Linked DNA regions of Mus musculus: region 2 is linked to region 1. A link is a contact called in public Hi-C data. All regions are on one chromosome and are shown on one strand. Each heading gives the region's core, a stretch centred on a gene start, on an enhancer-like site or on the middle of the called end of the contact. The rest is flanking DNA. Distances are from core to core; before and after follow the strand shown.

What was found. A called contact is a pair of places that touch in the nucleus more often than the background predicts.
Region 2: a Hi-C map of cortical neurons shows a contact between it and region 1, with 1.8 times the contacts expected there. The contact joins two enhancer-like sites. A contact is called at or near these places in 4 of 39 promoter capture datasets (the 3T3-L1 cell line, 3T3-L1-derived adipocytes and liver), 14 of 484 Hi-C or Micro-C datasets (CD8 T cells, LSK cells, Sertoli cells and 9 more) and 3 of 115 datasets of contacts at active chromatin or transcription factors (CD8 T cells, neural progenitor cells and regulatory T cells).

Annotation. Positions count from the first base shown.
Region 1 is chr6:59,416,960-59,421,502 of GRCm38.p6, reverse strand. All of the region lies in intron 1 of Gprin3 (GPRIN family member 3), which reads left to right. Among named protein-coding and RNA genes, the nearest start is that of Gprin3, 7.1 kb to the left of the region's middle. Within about 2 kb of position 2,667, at least 12 of the 459 cell types and tissues checked have an H3K27ac peak or open chromatin away from gene starts, as enhancers often do. A contact at or near this core is called in cortical neurons, where this site is marked.
Region 2 is chr6:59,487,139-59,491,483 of GRCm38.p6, reverse strand. No RefSeq gene overlaps it. Among named protein-coding and RNA genes, the nearest start is that of Gprin3, 63 kb to the right of the region's middle. Within about 2 kb of position 2,238, at least 15 of the 459 cell types and tissues checked have an H3K27ac peak or open chromatin away from gene starts, as enhancers often do. A contact at or near this core is called in cortical neurons, where this site is marked.

The sequences.
Region 1 (4,543 bases), core at 1,418-3,917:
GTGCTTTAGGTGATAGAGAGGCTTCTAGTTTGCAAGATACAGCGGTTGAAGTAAGAGATCCACACACAGGCTTTTACACACTTTGAGGTGCAACAAAGCTGTATCACTGAAAAGGCCACCCCTAGGACTAAAAGGGAACCTCCAGGGAGTGCACCCTGCCTCTCCCACATACTCAACCAGTCACTCAATCAATCAATCAATTAGTCAATGTAGTGCAATAAAGATTAATAATTAAAAAGGCAATTAGCACCTGCATGTTCTGCTGTAGGTGGCCTACTGCTTATGTGGGTAGAAAAGTAAGAAGAGAAAGGTTTTGAGCCTCTGAAAACTCTTTGAATTTCTCCAAGCTCTTGCTGTTTCTGCTCTGGAATAAAAACATGCTGTGATATTGAGCCCTTCTGAATGAAGCTACGTCTTTGTCTTTATTCAGAACAACAATGCCAGGACACAGACTCAGCAGCATGAATTCTTTGACTTGGAGTCAAATATAAGAACTTAGGTGTTTTCTTATTCCATCCTGGACAGCATGCTCATCCTTCTTTCCTACAATAGAATGTTTAGATTAGTAGTAATCTGATGCTTTAGCACTCAAGTCAGGTTTAGGATGATAATATTGAAGGCTGCATTGGACTTGAAAAGGCATTCTTGAAATCCATGAGGAAATGCATATATAACCTTACAGTTTACATGACTTAGTGTGCTGAATCCCAGTGAGAAAACCACTCACAACTTTTTCATTGGGCATATGTTGGAGCTAGCAACACAGTGGTAGCACTCCAGTGTTCAAGCTTGTAATTAAATTCCCTTATCTTGAAACTCATCAGAACTTAAGCTCAGACCATTAATTATAGACAGTAATAACTGACCCATGGCAAGAGGACTAAATGAAATGACCTCGTGGTTTCTAATACCAAATTCAGAGGTGGAGCTTAGAAATCTGCGTATAAGTATACGTGTATGTGTTTGTGTATGTGTATTTTCCAAAAGATTTTGGAGAATTATAAAGTTGCAGAGGAGTCTCTGTGAAGTTAGAGCCCAGGCACAGGGTGAGGATGGCCATTGGGGCGAGGAGCAGGGGAAGATGAGTGTGGCTGCTTGCTGTTAGAGTCCCCTCCTTGGATCCTTGGAGGCAGGAGAAAAGACTAATTATTTAGTTTTCCTTTAAAATTGAGGGGGAGTTTAAGTTACAAGTTTCTTACCATAAAGTAAAATGGAAGATGAACAGTGAAAAATATCTCTGTGTTTTATTCAGTATCTGTTTCCTACTGAGCTACAATTCACAATGAAAACTTGGAAGGAAATGCTGAATTTTGCAGTGGCGAGAATCTGTATACTATACTCACTAAGGCCAATGTGTGGACCCAGCTGTGTGGACTTCAGACCATCTCGGCCATTATAATCTGAGATGTCAATAAAATTGTGGAGACCAGCTGGATAATCTTGAGCAGAAGGGGTTCCATTTGAAATGCTTAATTTCTAGATCCTAAAGAGGATGCATTTCATGCTTGCTACTGCTAGGAAGTTTGTTGTAATCAGGATTCACAGGCATGACACTTTCAGAACCAAGAAAACCATTTCAAAGACAGCAGAAGAAGACTAAGCCACAGGTATTTCTTGGACCTGATGTTGTTGATTGAGTAGCAGCTATCAGAGCTCCAATCCTCCTTCAAAATTCACATTTGCATTTAACAATTTTATGAAAGATTACGAGAATATATTTTAAGCATAAATTGCAAACAAAACATCAAAGTGGGAGGAAATCTAGTTTGTGATGCACAAGATATTGATAATTCTTTATTATTTTTCAGGGTTATTGATTATAAATAGTCTAAATGTTAAGAAGTCATATTGTGTCAATGGGAAGTTTATTATAGTGTGTGCAACTTAGATTAAATGCAATCCTTAAAGGAGTAGAATACTTGTGTTAACTCTATTTTCTACATAATCTGAGCATGTTTGTTTCAGTACTCGTGGCCCACTGATTTCTGAAGTGTAACCAGCTCTGCCCATACCCTGCTCTTAGTGAATACACTATGCAAATTCTCCACGCTGCAGAATTTGGCATTGATTCCAGATTTTCATTCTGAATTGTGGCCCTGTAGAAGAGAGATACTGAATAAAACAAACATTTCTTGTTGTTCTCAATCTGTGTTAGTCTGTGATAAGAATGTGCTTTCCCATGATAAGCTTGTATAAATTGTTCAGAAATGCTCGTGCTGTTTATTGTGAGATCTGCTTCATTCAAATTTGGTTTTGTCTTTGAGGTGCGGCTTTTATATATAAATGCTCATTACCTCCAAGTCAGTTTCTCACTGCATACAATCATAAGTTGATGCTCGGCTATTTCCATAAACCCTCCTTGATTCTTCAGCACTGGATATGACATAATTGAATCCATAGTATGAATGTTTCAACATATGCTTAGTGTATCATTATTTGAGCTTGCCCTTCAGAAAACTCTTCTATAAATTATTTCTCCTTAAAAATGATAATCAAAATAAATAGTTAGATGCTGGTTTTATGTTCATGTTAAACATTGTCTGAAAGCAGTCAGAGAAGAGACATCTGACAGGTAGGGGGATAGTTGCTGAGCTCTGAGTAGGAGTGTCAAAAGACTTTGCAATCCCCACCACCTGCCCATGATTTCTAGTCAGATTCTCAGAACAGAAGAAAGCATCCCAGAGATCTTCACTGCGTGGGTCTCAGGCTTGGGCACTTAGAAACTGAAACCCACAAGTCTGCAACCCAGCAAAAGCATCATTGCCCACCGTCAAGATATTTGTGTTTCATCAAGGATGACATCTATTATAAAAACATGAAATACTGGCCCACAGTGTCTGGGCTGGCACAAGACAGTTGCATATGCTGTCACTTTATTACAGTCTCCACTTCTGTCTGCTGTCCTTCTGACCTTGATGTTTCCTTGTATTTAACCCTTCTGCTTTATTCTGAAATTCACTCAGAACTCAGAGGTACAGGTCTTAGGACTGTACTGGATATTCCTAGGGTGCCATAGGACTCTAAATTCCAGGTCTCAACAGAGCAGAAAGATAATTATCCTGCATACAGCTAATTCCCAGGAATTGGTAAGCTTAAAAGTTTCCATTTTCAAAATATGTAGATTATATAAAAGCTTAATGAATGCAAATTGAGTTGACCTAGTCTATTAGTAGCAGAGTTTTCTTTTTTCATGTGGTGGCTTGCTTGCTTTATTTTAACTGTCTTAAAATTGAAATCATTATCAGTTTTTACAGTAATTTATCTTTTTTTCTTCTGAAAAGAGCCAAGGCTCAGATTTTATCTTGAATTGCTTTACATAATTTTAAATGTATCATATGTTTATATGGCATATTTGCATAACCTTCTGAAAGCCCAGAGCAAGTCCTAGTCTTTTGAGTAGGGGTGTTTGAGTTAAATTCTCAAGAGTAGCATGGACACATATCCCAGTTCCTGTCTGGGTCATGAAGGCTGAGATATGCTCTCTAAGATGATATGTGGGTTGTGCATACAACCCTTCTCCAAAGCTCATCACTAACACAGTTGACACTGGATGGCAGAATTGTGCTACTGATATGCCTAAAGATGAGGTGACTTTTGTCAAAATTGATGAGTCTGTGTTGCACAGAAAGACAAATGCCCCTCTGCTTATTCTGTTTGTTTGTTTTTAAGAAAGGGTTTCCTGTATCTCAGGCTGCTCTCTGGTTGTGTGGTTGGAGATGACCTTGAACTTCTGACCCTCCTGTCTCTACATGCAGAATGTTGGGGGAAATGTATACATTACCATGTTCTGTGGTGATGGGAATCAAACCCAGGGCTTTGTTCTCTTTAGGCACTCTCCTGACTAAAATGTACCTCTTTGAAACAACAGGATGCTAATCAGAGGCCAATCTTTAAGTAGCAAAAGCTGCCTCGATAGGTCTGACAGGCTCTCATCTTTTCTCAACTTTCCGTCCTCATGAACACTTTGCAAGCCTCCCCCACACCAGGCCTCCTACCTTACTTCTAAAAACATCTTCTCATCTAATTATTAATCCTAAAAGTGTTGGTGCATAGGCAACTTCATGCCAAAAAGACAGTGTTGAGAACAGAATCATTTTAAGAGAATAGAGAGCACAATACTATATCCACTCTGCACTCTCTGGAGAAGTACCATTTTCTTGTGTCATAAGAAGTGTGCAGATGAAGGTGCCATGCTCTCTGAGATGTAACGATAACAAGGAGGCAATAATGAATGACAAAATTCTTCAGAGATGGTTATCTTTTTCTTAATAATAATTAATACAAAAAGTAATATTTTAGACTGCCAAGTGATTCTTTTAATATTTGAAACTTCAATGATGGCTGATTAAAAGACTGCCACTGTGGCTTTTGTGGTTTCTGAGTGGAGGGCTTCTGGGGTTAAAATGTAAGGAATGAAATAGGGATGTGTCATGTTCTTCTGCTTTATATACTAATGAAAAGTATTGCTGGAATTATTCTGGAGCTGGCTTTTAAAATGTGGCTGGGGAAGACACTGATTGGAGGAAGTGCATTTCTTTAGTCA
Region 2 (4,345 bases), core at 989-3,488, 70 kb before region 1:
ATTTTGACCTACAGAGCATGTACAAAGCAAACTAAGAATACATAGAAATATCCTTTTAAAATAATTAAATAAAATAAATAAATAAATCAAATAAGGAAGAACAAAAAAAAAATAAAAATAGGTTGTTTTTGTTTTTTTTTTAAAGTAAACCACACAGTAATCATTCAGGCATCTCAAATGAAAATATCAAAATTAAAAAAAAAATGTATTGAAATGTACAAGAGTGACTCAAGTATCAATGACTTGCATACAACATGAGCACTGAGATAATGAAGAAGTCTGCTGCCACACTTGCCTTTCTGGGCTGCATGCTTGCTGGTGATACATAATTCTATAAAATGTCATAATTTACCATGCCATTGTCAGCCAGAAAGGAGTGTATCCTGTCCTCCTGTCCACTCTATTCCCTGTGCTCACTTTAAGTTTTTTTTTTTATAATTTCTGCACATTATAACCAGTCACACGCCTGTGTCCTTCCCTGAATCTACAGTTAAAAAAAAAAAAAAAGCCCTGTTTCTGCCAAGACTGTTAGCCTCTCTTGGCATTCAAAACATACCAAATTAAAACACTAGCAGAAAAAGAAAGGTCAGAAAGTATTTAGAAGACATAAAATGAATAAATCCATAGGAATACATTACATAACACCTCAATTTAAGAAACAAAACGAAATAACAGGAAACAGTAAATGCGTACAGTACCCAATTAGCCTATTAATTATAATCTTTCTTGCTAGTTAAAGGGGAGAAAGGGAGCTGAGCATCAGTACCCATTGCTCTCCGCTTCCTAGCTGTAGACACAATGCTGCCTCATGGCCCAGCTGATGCAGCTGGAACTGCTCCTGCCACCAGGCCTTCCCTGCCTTGGTTGGCTGTATTTGTAAAAACAGCGTTGAAAAAGAAAAATTTGATTTTAAAGATAATGACCCCATGGGCTCATATGTTTGACTTGGACACCAGTTGGTGGAACTGTCTGGGAAGGATTAGGAGGTGTGGCATTGTTGAAAATGTATCACTGGGCACAGACGTTGAATTTTCAGAAGTCTCCTTTCATTTTCAATTAGTTCTCTGACTCCTGTGTGAGTATCAAGACATCCTCTCTCAGCTGCTGCTTCAGCATAAAATTACCACGCCTTTATTGTGCCTTCATGCATTCTAGCCCTATCGAACCATAAGCCCAGTTAAACTATGTTTTAGGTTGACTCAGTCATGGTGCTTCAGGGAATGGGTTATTTCTATGACAGACCATACTACATGCCCTTTGAAGAGACAACAAGCACCAAGAAGTTTAATTTTAAAACAAAGGCATGAGCTGAAATAGATAAGGAGATTAATGAGAGGTCTGATCCAAAATGGAATGAGCAACTAATATATATTCCTAAATTTGCTTTTTCTCAGAACAATAAGATAGTAACTGACACAGAAAGCTGGTATTCAAGATCAGAGTGTTTGCTAGGATAAGCCTGACTGGATCACTCTTAGGCCTTTGCAGAAGGAGAATAGGACAATTTAGAGGTGCAGGTAAAAAAGTCAGGAAGTAGTAAGTGGAACTGAACAGGACATTGAGGAGGAGATTGGAAAACAAGAAGACTATCTAAGTAGTGGAGATCTGACTCAGGTCTAAGAAGAGAACAAGAACTCTATTAATAACTGGTGTAGTGCCACTTATGATACATTCTAGAAAACAAACAAGCTGTATTCTACCCTTTTCTGAGAACTTCTATGAGACTGAACTCAAAAGTTGTGGGCCATTATTTGGCAAAGGAAATTTCAGGGATGGACAATATCCAGGCAAGGTTGACTGCTCACTGTCCTCAAAAGTTGGTCTACCGTTAGAGTAGGGAACTATTAAAAATGTGCAGTTTGGTGAAGAATTTAAATACAGAATTTGAGAGATTTAATGCAGAACTTTTGAGAATTTAAAACGTAGATAAAATGGGAATGTCCCTATAACTGGCATCATAAAAATGTTTCATGCTCTTAGTTTGGACAGTAGCCAAGCTGTCTTGAGAGCAAGACCAGGAAAACTCTCAATTTGTGAACAAATTCATTTGACAGGAGAGACTGAATAAAGAATGTCACTGATGGATTTGCTCCAAAGTGGAAAGGCTTGTGATTCTGAATGCATGCAGAACACTCTGACCCAGACTGCTGCCTGCCTGTTCCTCATAAGCAATAGCCTTTAGTATTCTGAAAATGTGAATGCATAATCAACATAGTGGATGCCACCTCCCAGCACCAGACAACTGAACTCAGCTGTTTGGCTGCACATTCAACCTTACATGGGCTTGTGGTATAATGTGTGCTCTCTCCTCATCTCAAGACTTGCAAGCTGCTCTTCCATCTGTATATTTCTCCCAAATCAGTGTCTGTTTCACATGATCAACACAGCCAGCTTCGATCTGTGCCCAGCTCTACCATCGTTGCTTGATTCAGTCACTCCTTTTTTTGTGTGTGTGTTAACATTTTTCTTGCTATTTAGATTTTCTATGCTTCCATTTCCTTCTTAAATGTTTTTTTTTCAATTTCACATAAATACATTTCCCCAACCTATTGAGGCTTTTTTCCCCATCTCATATTAAGCCATTCAACTACAGTGTACTTATTCATTCATTAAAGATAGCAGTGTTTAAAAGTAATGATAAAAAAAAAACACATCAATCCTCTGCATCCATATGACCACAGGAATTATATCTTTGTGAGAAGACAGATGAACACAGGAAAATTTCAGTTATACACATTATACAAACAAAACATACGGAGGACTTGTTCATAAATCTATATCAACAAGGTTAAGAAATTTACCCTGAGACTGTGTCCTGGGAGCTTAGTGGGGAGAAACAACAATGCCCTAGAAAGACAGAGCAGCAAGGAATGAAGAGCCAGCACAGAGATAGAAAGGGGGAGGGGCAGGCAGTGCTTGCTGTGGCTGAATCAAGGAGAAAGGAAAAAGCAGATGAGAGTGAACAAAGGCCAGACCAGACCAAGATGAAATCTGCAGACAGGAATTGTAGCCTTTCTTCTGACTACAGTGAGGAGTCAAAGTTTATAAGGAGGCTTCAGAGGCTACTGCACAAGATGGTAGATTGAACAATGGTAACATGGGTGGGCTTCTTGAGGTATCTTCAGATTTTTCCCTTTGGTGTGGTCATTTTCCCTTGACACCCTGACTCTGCTCATTCCATACTAAAGAGATACTCTTTCCTAGTAACAGAGTGGTATGCTATAGTACAGGATGCTCAGTCTAGAAGACAAGGTAGGAAAGGGTAGGTTTGAGGAGTTTATATCTATGTATTTGAGGGAAAAATTATTATATTTCCTTAATATGTGATTTTTGAAGCCCTGCCATTATTTTATATATTATAGAAATGTCCCTAACTGAGCTATGACATCAGGCTTCCATAAAATATAAAATAACTATCACATTCATTGAAAGAATACATTTAGCATCATTTAGACCTTACAATTCAGTTTTCAGTTTTGTGTATATGCAATAAAATTTAATTTTAAGACTGAAATATAACATAATCTTAATAAATGAACTCAAATCATAAAAAAAAGTTTGTGTGTTATCAAAATTGGACTGAAAGTCAATTGAAATAGACTTAAAATATATAAAGCTTTCCCCATGTTTATGAATCCAAACCAGTCACAACCTATTTTAACTGCTCTCTGGACAACAATAGTGGAAGAAATCACCATTTAAAAGATACATCTGACTTTAGTGCTGTTTAAATATAACTAAAATTTATCTCTTATAACCGATGGCAGACACAGTGGCAGTGAGACATTGTATTCATAAACAGAGCTCCAAATAGGAGTAGGATTGTCTCTCATGATACTCTCTCCCTCCATATACAATTTGTCTTCCTAACATCCAAAACCTTTAGTTTAACACTAATGAAACCTACTTGTCTATTATGTACAAACATGATATTCCATACCTAGAACACAAGTCTTCATATATATCTATTATAGAAACACATTATACATGGCATACATCATACAGCACAAGCACAGGGCATCACACACAGATAAAAAACACATCATACATCACACACACTGTACAACATATGTACAATATATATCCTATACACATATTATACATCATTATTTTGCACTATATATCAGACACACAGTATGCATCATATAAACACTAGATATTACACATATACTAAACACCATACACACTCTAGACATTACACATGTTCATTGTACATTTTTGGTCTGAAAGCTCTGAAAACATGAGCCAAATTTAGTACTTCATTAAATTGTTTGTCTTCCATATTTTTTAAAGCAACAAAAAGCAAGCACAGTGTGAGCTGAATATGAAATTGTGTCTCGAAACA